Regions from separate parts of the Sus scrofa genome. Here regions 1 and 3 are each linked to region 2. The links are chromatin contacts, called in public HiChIP or PLAC-seq and promoter capture Hi-C maps. All regions are on one chromosome and are shown on one strand. The core of a region is the stretch at or near the end of the contact, and the rest is flanking DNA. Distances in the headings are between cores, read along the strand shown. Region 1 holds the start of SPEN (msx2-interacting protein). Region 2 holds the start of ZBTB17 (zinc finger and BTB domain-containing protein 17). Region 3 holds the start of RSG1 (REM2- and Rab-like small GTPase 1).

Evidence for each region. Promoter capture Hi-C pulls out the DNA fragments that hold promoters and counts their contacts. HiChIP or PLAC-seq counts read pairs in DNA pulled down with a chosen protein or histone mark.
Region 1: a contact with region 2 is called in an H3K27ac HiChIP or PLAC-seq map of skeletal muscle. The contact joins the promoter of SPEN here to the promoter of ZBTB17 in region 2. A contact is called at or near these places in 2 of 5 promoter capture datasets (fetal liver and liver), 1 of 47 Hi-C or Micro-C datasets (heart right ventricle) and 2 of 2 datasets of contacts at active chromatin or transcription factors (alveolar macrophages and skeletal muscle).
Region 3: a contact with region 2 is called in a promoter capture Hi-C map of liver, with 9 times the contacts expected there. The contact joins the promoter of RSG1 here to the promoter of ZBTB17 in region 2. A contact is called at or near these places in 1 of 5 promoter capture datasets (liver) and 2 of 47 Hi-C or Micro-C datasets (liver and skeletal muscle).

Annotation. Positions count from the first base shown.
Region 1 is chr6:75,014,011-75,017,601 of Sscrofa11.1, forward strand. SPEN (msx2-interacting protein) reads left to right here and starts at 1,555. Exons shown (of 16, transcript XM_021095393.1): 1 at 1,555-1,963. The coding sequence starts at 1,881.
Region 2 is chr6:75,142,632-75,146,137 of Sscrofa11.1, forward strand. It overlaps ZBTB17 (zinc finger and BTB domain-containing protein 17), which reads right to left and starts at 1,472. Exons shown (of 16, transcript XM_021095398.1): 1 at 1,323-1,472.
Region 3 is chr6:75,348,336-75,352,099 of Sscrofa11.1, forward strand. RSG1 (REM2- and Rab-like small GTPase 1) reads right to left here and starts at 2,209. Exons shown (of 6, transcript XM_013999005.2): 1 at 1,620-2,209; 2 at 1,052-1,165. The coding sequence starts at 1,163. The region is part of intron 2 of LOC110261103 (a long non-coding RNA gene); the gene reads left to right.

The DNA.
Region 1 (3,591 bases), core at 305-2,804, 130 kb before region 2:
ACATCCTGAGAGAGTAGGGAAGAGAAATGGTCTTGATTGCACCTGCTGAGATCAAGTTTAAGTACAGTATAAACTATGAAACCAAACATGGGAAGTTGACATGACTCTCAGTTTTATACTCTCTTTGACAAGTGATTACGAATCTTATGTTAGGAGTTTCTGTTGTGGCACAGTGGTTATCGAATCCGACTAGAAACCATGGGGTTGTGGGTTCAATCCCTGGCCTTACTCAGTGGATTAACGATCCAGCGTTGCGGTGAGCTGTGATGTAGGTCACAGACTCGGCTCAGATCTCGCGCTGCAGTAGCTCTGGCGTAGGCCGGTGGCTATAACTCCGATTGGACCCCTAGCCTGGGAACCTCCATATGGCGCGGGAGAGGCCCTAGAAAAGGCAAAAAGACAAAAAAAAATCTTATGTTAGACTATATGGTGGAAAAAAAAAATACTTAGAGCTTTACCATCTATGGAATAAAAGAAACAATTATGCACAGGAGACCTCTGGTATTAGTGCCGTTTATTAGGCTGGCCATATTTTCCAATTCACAATAGTGGTTTGATGATAAGTTGGCTTGTATTTAAAAGCACAATGAATGAAATTGAATATTTAAAATCTGGTCTTTACCTGAAGCACTATACTTCTGATGTTTTATTTCTATAGATTAAAAATGGAAAAGAAAATTGAGTTGCTGACTGTTCTAAACAGCTCCGTTTTTCTGGACTCAATACCGTTTCCTTAATTTTGTGAGTTTTCCCCGGGATTCTGTAAACTAAAAAGTTTAACTGTAGGCTTTAAAATGTAAAAGCCCTTAGGCCTGGAAAGGCTTGGAGGAGGTCTAACTTGCTCCTCCACTTAGATATTAAATTATAGTAAATCCGCTGAGAGTAACACTATCGGACATGTAACCGTCTCATTTCAGTTCTATTCCTGGTATACCGTAGCGATCAACAAAGAGATCTTGCAAACGGTTTCGCAAGATCCTATATAAAATAAAGTTGCTTAATGTTACAAGCTAATGATTCTTGGGAGGGATGGGTTTCTGAAGCCGTCACAGCTTAGCTGGGCGGTGAAAAAGGCCGGCCTTGTTCTGACACTTTCCCAAGCAGGCGCAGATCCAAATGCCCGGAAATGGCCAGAAGCTGGCCAAAGGGTGACCAGGGGAATGGGTTCTGGCTTCTCCTAGGAGTAGCCTTGACAGCCGCTTTGATACCAACCCTCTTTCTCTCTTTTCTTCCCCCAGGCCGGCGCCTGGGACCCCTGCTCCAGGGTCTGGAGGCTGTCTCGGCCTCCGCACGCGCGGCGCCCCAAGCCTGACGGAGTGCCCGCCCCGCGGCCGGCTCCCCGCACGGCTGCGCGCCTGCGCACCGGGACCAAGCGCGCGAGCGTTCCTTCCTGGCTCTGCGTTCCTCCCTCTTCCGCGCGCCTGCGCGCCGGCTGGGAGGAACTCGGTGACTCGGCCTCAGCCGGCGGTCGGGCCGACGCGCGCGCGCCCGCGGTGAGGGGGGCGGGCCGCGCGCGCCGGTGGGAAGCGTCCGGCTGCCACAGCGCCAGCTCCGTCGTAGTCGCTGCCGCCTGGGTCCCGCTCGCCCCTCCTCCCCGCTCCCCCGCCCGCCGCGGCCCGGGCGCATGCGCCGCCGGAGCGCGAGGGTCGGCTTCGGGTGTGTGGTGGCGGCAGAGCCGAGCTGCGAGGCCCGAGAGTCAGAACCTGGGGGAGAGGGATGGTCTCTGCACGGGGGGGAGCCGGAGGAGCCGCCGCCGCTGCCGACGCCACCGCCGCAGCCGCCGCCGCCGCCGCCTCGGCGCCCGCCTCCCGGCGCTGACGGGCTCGTACGAAGCCGGCGAGGGGGAACCCGCACCAGCGGTCGCCGGCACACCGCCCAGCATGGTCCGGGAAACCAGACACCTCTGGGTGGGCAACTTACCAGAGAATGTGCGGGAAGAGAAGATCATCGAGCACTTCAAACGGTGAGTGACACGAGGCCCCGGGCCGCGCTCTCTCCTCGGACGCTAATGCCCCTCCGGCCCGTTGCCCGCCCCTCCCCGTGCGCGGAACTGGTGAGGGGACCCGGGCCAGACCCACGGACCGGTGCGGGGAGCGCGCGGCTGCCTGGACGCCGCTCGGCCCGCGTCGCGGCGTTGGGCCTCGGCGGCGGCAGAGCGGGCCCGGCTGCCTCCGTCCCCCTTCCCGATAAGGAGGCGGCTGTGGCTCGGCCTCTGCGAAGCCGGCTCCGGGAGGGTGCCCTCAGGCTGGCGAGGCGGCGGTGGGGTCGCGTCCTTGCGCGCCGCTGCCCGGGCTCCAAGCGGCTGCCCGCGCCGGCCCGGCCAACACTGTGGAACCGAGCCGCCGGCGGGCTGGGACCCGAACCCCTACCCCGCCCCGGGCCGGGCAACTCCGGAGTCCCGCAGCAACTCCCGCTCCTCGCCCTGCGGACGCGTGGACATGTCTGACCTAGAGAGGGTTTTGTGTGAGAGGAAAGGTTATGCAAAAACAGAAGTCTGGGTAGGTGATGCAGGGACATCTCGGAAGTGCTGAGACACTACTGGACTCTAGGGATCTCTCACGGAAGGTTTACAGACCTAGAAACTAATTGGAAACGGCCAACGCCAGCGTTTTGGTTTTTACCCTTGTTTTTGCGGGGTTGGGTGGAGGATGGTGTCTGAAAATAAGTTGGTGCGTCTGTTTGGGCTCTTTCGCCTGCCTTCCTCCAGCCCGCTGGGGTCTCTGGGCCAGGAGGCTGGTGGGGACTGAGTGTTTGCGCTGGAAGAGCCACCTCCTGCAGCAGGGTCCCCGCCTCGCCGGCGCTCGCCAGCCTCGCGGTCTCCGCTGCCGCTGCCGCGCCGGCGTTCACTGCGAGGAGCCTTCTTTAAAAGGACGGCGTTTCCCTCCCGCCCAGAATCCCTTAATCAGTGGTTTTAAAAATGCAAGCTTAGACTAGAAGATGTAGATCTTTTAAAAAGCTTCTTCCCAGAATATATATATATATATATATATATATATATTCATATTTGTTCACGCGATAGTGGGAATAAGCGTTCTTGATACATTTTACCTATTTAGTAGCTTTTAGCATTGTTTTTATTTTGTGGAATCTATGTGTGCCATAGCCGATAGAGCCCTCTCTCAATGTGAAATACCGAAAACGGCGGTTTACTTACACCGGTGTAAAAGGAGAAGGACTGTAGCAAATCTGTCAGTGTCCTCGAAAATTACTGTTTCTTCCGATAATCAAGACCTCTGAAGGTTTTAAGTTTGGTTTACTCTTAATTCCTCTTACTATCTACTGAGTGAAGGAAACTATGGAGCGCCCTTATTAGTGAGTCACCATGGGAAAAATAGATTGCGTCGCTTGCTCTTGAGCAGCTTGGATAAGGAAATGGAAGCAGCGACAGCGGAGCTCCGCTCTTTCAAATGGAGGATCATTGATTCTGTTGGTGGTTGCTGTTACTGGGGTATTAAATCTTCACTGCTGGAGCGCGCGTCTGCGCGTGTCCGCGTGTGAAAAGGAGCCGGGAATAGTGAGGCCATTCATAACCCGCCGAAGCTGTCCTCGGCGGGGCTGGGGAGGCGCGCTCCCAGGGACTCCTGGTGTTTA
Region 2 (3,506 bases), core at 222-2,721:
CACCCTTCGGATGTGGAAGTTCCCAGGATAGGGACTGAACCCACACCACAGCAGCAACTCAAGCTGCTGCAGTGACAACACTGGATCCTTAACTCACTGTGCCACAAGGGAACTCCTAAAATCAGATTCTTAGATGCCCTTCCATTAATCTTAAAATTTCAAGCCCACAGCTAGGTTTAAAAGGCCTCCTGGGACCAGACCACAGACTGCTTCTTTAGTCTTACCTTTCATCTCTGTCTCTAGGCAGAGAACTTAATTATCACAGTGCTCCCCTAGCTTGCTCACCAGTTCTCTCTTCAACTGAGAGTACTCTCCCCCTTTCCTGCCTGCACTCCCCAAGCATTCTTCGGGTCTCGGCTTCCTGGGGGCAGAAACCTCCCTGGATTCACCTAGACTGAGTGAGGTGCCTCCTCTACTCAGTGTTTCCAAAGCAAGAACGTCTCTGCTTTTCTTCCGTTGTATTAGAATTGCCTACGCATCTCTGTGTCACCCACATGAGCCTCTGAGCTCTGGGGGATGATGGTGATCTGAAAAATAACGGCCAAGAACACATAGAGCATTTGCTTTGTGCCAGGAAGCGGTCTCAGCACTTTATACCTATTACCTCATTTAATCTTTATAAGCATTTTAGAAGGCAGAGCTTACTCTCATCTCTGCTTTAAAGATGAGAAAACCGAGGCGGAGAGCAAGAAACTACCGTGTCCCAGGACACAGTTGGCAAGCACAGAGTTAGCATTCAAACCCCAGGTGCCGGGCTCCACAGTTAACACTTTTTAACCACTACTCGAGACTAGATCACTTGCTCTAGCCTCACAACCACCGTCAGGAGAACGAATGAATGAATGAAATAATCTTGTGAGGGGCAGTGGCGACCTCCTGCTCAGCCAGCTCCTCCTAGGCCCTTGTGCCCTTCCGCCCCGCCTGCCAAAGTGAGCTGCCCCCACACCCCCTCACCTCGCGGCAGAACGCCCACCCGCCGCGGCGCGCGGGGTCAAGGGGCGGTGACAGCCGAGCGGCGGGGGCGGAGATGCTACCAGCTGGGGTGTCACCTAGCCTAGAGGCAACTCGCGCTCCCTTCTCCGGGACTGAGGGTCCAGTACGCCTGCCCATTCCCTGCCCGCCTGCCAGGCTGCGCCCCCCCCCGCCCATGTGCCCTGCACCATCCTGCCCTGCGGGGTCTCCTCAGTCCAGATTCCCTTCCCAGTCCACTTTCCTCCCCTCCCCCCACACAACCGTCCCCAGCGTCCTGTCGCGCCCCAACCTCCGCCGCCTCCACCCGACTCCTGAGACTCCCCCGGCCCCGGGTGCTTGCTGACCCTCACCTGCCATGTCCCGGACCCCACCACAGAGGGAGGTGCATCACGGCCGCGAGAAGGCCGGGGACGGCACTTCAGAGCAGACAAAGGGCGCCGCCATGTTAGAGTCGGGCGGAACCGACCTCGCTGGCTTCCCGGCTGCAACTTCCGGCGCATGCGCAGCGGCCGCGCTAGCCGAAGCTCGCAGGCAGCGCAGGCGCGTAGTTATCCAGAAGTTCTGTAATACAGTACTTCGGAGCTTAGAATTGTCCTTATTGTAACTCTTCTTTGGCTTTCTATTCCAAGTATAACAGTAACAGCTTCTATGTGTTCAGCGATTATTGTGTGGCTGGCACTGTGTTAAGCGCCTTGCTGCATTACCTCATTAAATCCTCTTACCAGCATAGGATTTTTTTCTCCCCCTTTTGAACAAGGGAAAACGGAGTCTTAGGGTGAGATGCGCCCGTCCTTCCGCATCTTTCAAGTGGTGGAGCAGAGATGTGAACCTAGTTGTGGCATCAAAGCCGAAGAACCCCGATTATATTTTTCTACTTCTGAGCTAGCAGCCAACCCCGATTATACTTTTCTACTTTTGAGCCCCTTCCCTATCTAGAGGTGGTCCAGGATTAGCCTGGGGGTGAAGAAGGGTGCCAGGAAACAAAACTTTGCCTGCGGACTTGACCAGCCCCTCTGCGGCCTGTTTCCAACTTTTCAGCACCTCCAAGCCTTTGACAGTTCTAACAGTTCCTGGGCTTTCTCCTTTCTTCACTCTGATCCTATTTATTTTTCATGATCTATAATTTTTTTTCAGCATAGCTGGTTTACAGTGTTCTGTCAACTTTCTGCTGTACAGCATGGTGACCCGATTACACATACAGGTAGATTCTTTTTTCTCACATGATCATACTCCATCACAAGTGACCCGACATAGTTCCCAGTGCAATACAGCAAGTGAGCCATAATTTTGACAACACTCTTGCCACAATCCTAAACTCATTTTTGCCCTCTTGTCTTTTTGTCACATGGACTTGGTAAGAGTTTCAGCCTTGGGTGAATCCAACTGCTCCTTTTCCCTTTGCTGGCACCCAAAAAGCCAAACACAAGTGGAGAAGGTACGGAATGGAACAGACTGTTTCCTGCAAATTCATGACTGCCAGCTTTAAGTGGAATTTCAACAGATGTCAGTCTGGCCAATTTACTACTCCCTTCACAATAACTAGAGAAACTAGAAAACTCTGCAGTACTTGACTTCACCCTTTCATTATAGGAAAGTAGTAGCAAATCTGATAGTTCTCCCAATACTAAGCATGCAAATCTACTTCTGAGTCCATCTGTGTTGGATATAGTTAATGGAGACTCAGTATCCATTCCTTCCAGAAATTAAAAGAGTTAAAATTTTAGGGTTTTCTTGGTGGCTCAGTGGGTTAAGTATCCAGCGTTGTCACTGCTGTGGCATGGGTTCGACCCCTGGCCCTGGGAACTTCCATGTGCCATGCGTGGGGCAAAAAAAGTTAGGATTTTATTTCCCAGACTCAGCAGCAGTTAAATTCCCAGATACAGATGGGTTCTTAACAGTAGTTAAGATTTGGAAGGTGGAAGAGAAGGAGTAGCCATTGGCCTGCTGATGTTAGCTGATTTCTACTGGCAAGAAAGATCACGCAAATGTGGGGGGTTACGGCAGTGCGTCGGGGCCAGTCTCCAGCTTCATGAGTGTTCAGAAGCATCTGTCAGATGCTCTGAATGGGAGAACTCGGCGTCCTACTGCCTGGGAACCAGCTTCTCGTCCCACATCTAGATCCATGGAGCCCTGCTGTGGTGACATGTTCTTGAATGCAATAATCCCAGTGTTGGCCTCCATTCTCTATCTTCCTGATTGTTCCAGAAGCCATAGCTCCTAATTGGTGAGATCTATGGTATTCTAGGTGTCAGAAGTACTAGGAGCCTAGTCTAGACACCATTCTTTGAGCCCCTGCAGTAATGTTGTGGGGCTCTTTTGTTTTGGTTTTTTTTTTTTTTTTTTTTTTGCTTTTTAGGGCCGCACCTGTGGCATATGGGGGTCGAATCGGAGCTGCAGCTGCTGGCCTATGCCACAGCCACAGCAACGCCAGATCCGAGCCGTGTCTGCAACCTACACCACAGCTCATGGCAGCCCCAGATCCCCAACCCACTGAGTGAGGCCAGGGATCGAACCTTCATCCTCATGGATACTGG
Region 3 (3,764 bases), core at 959-3,458, 210 kb after region 2:
AAAAAGAAAAAGTATGTGTGTGTATCTCGAGATGTTTATGAATGCTTTTATTTATTTTTTTTTTGTCTTTTTTTTTTTTTTTTTTTTTTGCCATTTCTTGGGCCGCTCCTGCTGCATATGGTGGTTCCCAGGCTAGGGGTCAAATCGGAGCTGTAGCCACCAGCCTATGCCACAGCCACAGCAATATGGGATCCGAGCCACGTCTGCAATCTACACTACAGCTCATGGCAACGCCGGATCCTTAACCCACTGAGCAAGGGCAGGGATTGAACCTGCAACCTCATGGTTCCTAGTCGGATTCATTAACCACTGAGCCACGATGGGAACTCCTTTATGAATGCTTTTAATTTAAAACTTGTGGAAAAAAACAACCAACCAAAGAAAACAGAGAGTTCTCCCTGTGGCATAATGGGTTAATGATTTAGCTTGTCTCTGGGGCAGTGGGGGAAAAAAAGGAGGAAAAAAAAAAAAAAACAGTCTAAACTGACACATCTATAGGTGTGAGACCTGGAAGCCCTAAAGTACAGGCTGCCCTCTCACTCTGGTCTTAGGCCCCCTGGAGCTTTGCGTCTCCTGGCCAGAGCTGGCCTCATGCTGATGGCCAGGCCCCTTCCTGGGTGAGTTAGTTTCATCCTGAGGACCATGAATGTCTTATCCTGGAGACAGCAGGGCATGGAAGAGTCTTTTCTCTGTACACCCAGGGATCCTGGACAAGCCTGCTATGTGCCGTTGAGACGGTTCAACTGGAGTCCATTGTATAAAGTGCCCAGCAGAGGGCCTGGCACTAGGCGAGGGGCTCAGTCAACAGCCTCTCTGGTGACAGTGGTTCTTGGCAGGGTTTCGGTTGTTTCCATGTTCCTGGCTCTGAGGATGGAATTAGCTCTAAGGAGATTTGGGGGTGGGCTCCGAGGACAGGGGTCCCCAAAGCTGAGGAGTATAGTGGAGCAGGCCCTCATTGCTCTGCTTCTCTGCTTCCCCACAGGGGAGGGACAGGTGACACTATTCTCCCCAGGGAAGGACAGGTGGCAGCCTGGGGGAGGAGGGTGCTTACCAAATACACGCCGGCGGTTCTTGCGCAGGATGCAGGCCAGGTACTCCTTGCCCTCAGCGCTCTCGTGCCAGTCTGGGACAATCACTGAGCCCGGGGTGGGTGGTCTGGCCATGGCTGGGCAACCCAACAGGGAGGGGAGATGGCAGAATGCTGAGAGTAGGAGATGGGAGAGGGCCACTGTCCCAAGCTGTACCTGTGATCCCTCTTCATCTGCCCAGGGACCCTCCAGGAGCCCTAACTCCCTCCTCAGGGGGTGGAGGAGCCCCACTCCTCTTATCCTAATTTTGGTATCCAAGCTCCCTTTCAATATCCTGAGGGGTGACACACCCAGACAGAGCAATTCCATGGCCCTTTTTCCTCTGCACTGCTCCCTGGCCGACAGCCATCCCATTGTTGCCCGGAGAGCTTTAACACACCTCCTCGCTCCCTAGTCCCCCCCTACTGGGGGAGGCGGCCACAGTCGCACAGCCCTGCTTCTCCTCTACCTCCTCGATTCCGACTCCCAAGGCCACCCAGCCCTCACCATCAGCAGTCCCGGCGGGCGAACGGGCCCAAGTGGAGACTGTACCTTTAAAAACTCGTCCCGCTCTCCCGCCCGCCGGGCCTGCTTCCGCCCAGCTTGCAACCAAGCTGCAACTAGCTTCAGCTCCCGCTGCCCTCCCTGGCGCGCGTGCAGGAGGCGCATGTGCGGTGCTGTTGTCATGGAGACGTCGGGGGCGGGGTTGGGCTGCCGGGTGGCCCGCAGGGCTGGTCTCTCCTAAATTTGCTGCTACCACCTCGCAGAGACACGCTGAACAAGGACCCTCCCCCCGTGGGCCCTTCGGCCTATCCTCTTCTCCATTGCTCAGTCTGGGCCCCAGTCTTTCCTCCAAAACTTGATCAATCCCCCTTCTCCAGGAGCCTTCCCTGCCTCTTTGTGCCCCAGTTTCGTCTTCTATAAAGTGGAGGTAAAATACTACTACTTCCTAGGGTTCTTTACAGCAATGCCTGGTCCACAGCAGTGCTCAGTAAGTTTACTTATTATTAATCCTGCTCAGTAGGAACTTGAGGTGAATTAAACAACTATGGCGAAAACAAAAACAAAAAAAAACAAAACTATGGCTTCACAGATGGGAGGAAAAGCTGCTGAGAGAGGTCAAGGGATTTGCTCAGGTTCTTAAAAATGAATCAGAGGCCTTCCAGTCACTGATGGATGGATTGATTGATTGATGTCACTCATTCGACAAGTAACTTATGAGCCCCTACTGCGGGCCTGGCCTTTTCCAGCTGCTGGGAAGGCAACGGCAGCAAAAAGTCACCACGCTCCTGGAGCTGATGTTTCAGCACTGAGCCCCTCTCCACTGTTCCAACACTGGGCATGGGGCCTGTTCGTTACTCAGAAGATGGGTGCTCAGTAAATGCCTGGTAGTTGGACAGGATGCAGGTGGCTCATTACTGAGAGGTTGTCTGTTACACTTAATTTTTATCAGTATTTTCTTGCCATACCTTCAAGTAGGGCAAATCACTGTTTTGTAAGGAATAATCTAGAAGTTAACCCTTATTGAAGGCCAGTTTAGTTACTGCCAGCCGGTGGGGGCTCTACAGAGGTTAGCTCATTTAATTCTAGAAACACACCCATGGAGGACCTATTATCCCTCGTTTCTTTCATAGATGGGGAAATTCAGAGATGATGTGATTGTCTGACGTCACCACAAACATGGTCAGTGGGAAAACGAGACTCAGAACCCAGGGTTTTGGATTCTGAAGGACATCTCTGTTTGGTCAGATTGGGTCTTCTGTGATTTTTTTTTTTTTTTTTTTTTGTCCTTTTAGGACCGCACCTGTGGCAATTGGGGTTCCTAGGCTAGGGGTCTAATCGGAGCTATAGCCGCCAGCCTACGCCACAGCCATAGCAACTTGGGATCTGAGCCGCGTCTGCCACCTACACCACAGCTCACGGCAACGCCGGATCGTTAACCCACTGAGCAAGGCTAGGGATCGAACCCCAAACCTTATGGTTCCTAGTCGGATGCATTAACTACTGAGCCACGACGAACTCCTGGGTCTTTTGTTTTTTTAAGGCCACATCCAAGGCATATGTCAGTTCCTGGGCCAGGGATTCAATCCAAGCCATAGCTGCAGCAACACCAGATCCTTTAACCCACTGTGCCCAGCCGAGGAATCAAACCCTCACCTCTTCAGCAACCCAAGCCACTAAAGTCAGATTCTTAACCCACTGCACCACAGCAGGAACCCGGGTTTTGTGTTTTTAAAACTTGCCCCCAGGAGTTCCCATTGTGGCGCAGTGGAAACGAATTCCACTAGGAACCTTGAGGTTGCAGGTTCAATCCCTGGCCCCCCTCATGGCTCAGCAGTTAACAAAGCTGACTAGGAGCCAAGAGGATGCGGGTTTGATCTCTGGCCTCACTCAGTGGGTTAAGGATCTGGTGTTGCTGTGAGCTGTGGTGTAGGTCGTAGATGCAACTTGGATCCCGAGTTGCAGCGGCTGTGCTGTAGGCTGGCAGCTGTAGCTCCAATTTGACCCCTAGCCTGGGAACTTCCATATGCTGTGAGTGGAGCTCTAAAAAGCCAAAAAGAAAAAAAAAGAAAAAAGAAAAGAAAAAAACCCATTCCTACAGGATTCTTCGACTGAGCAGGGCCCTGTAGGGCTCCTGGGCACATAAGCCTTTCTGTGCCTCCATTTCTTGTTTTTAGGGAAAAAGCTTTAGCCTCC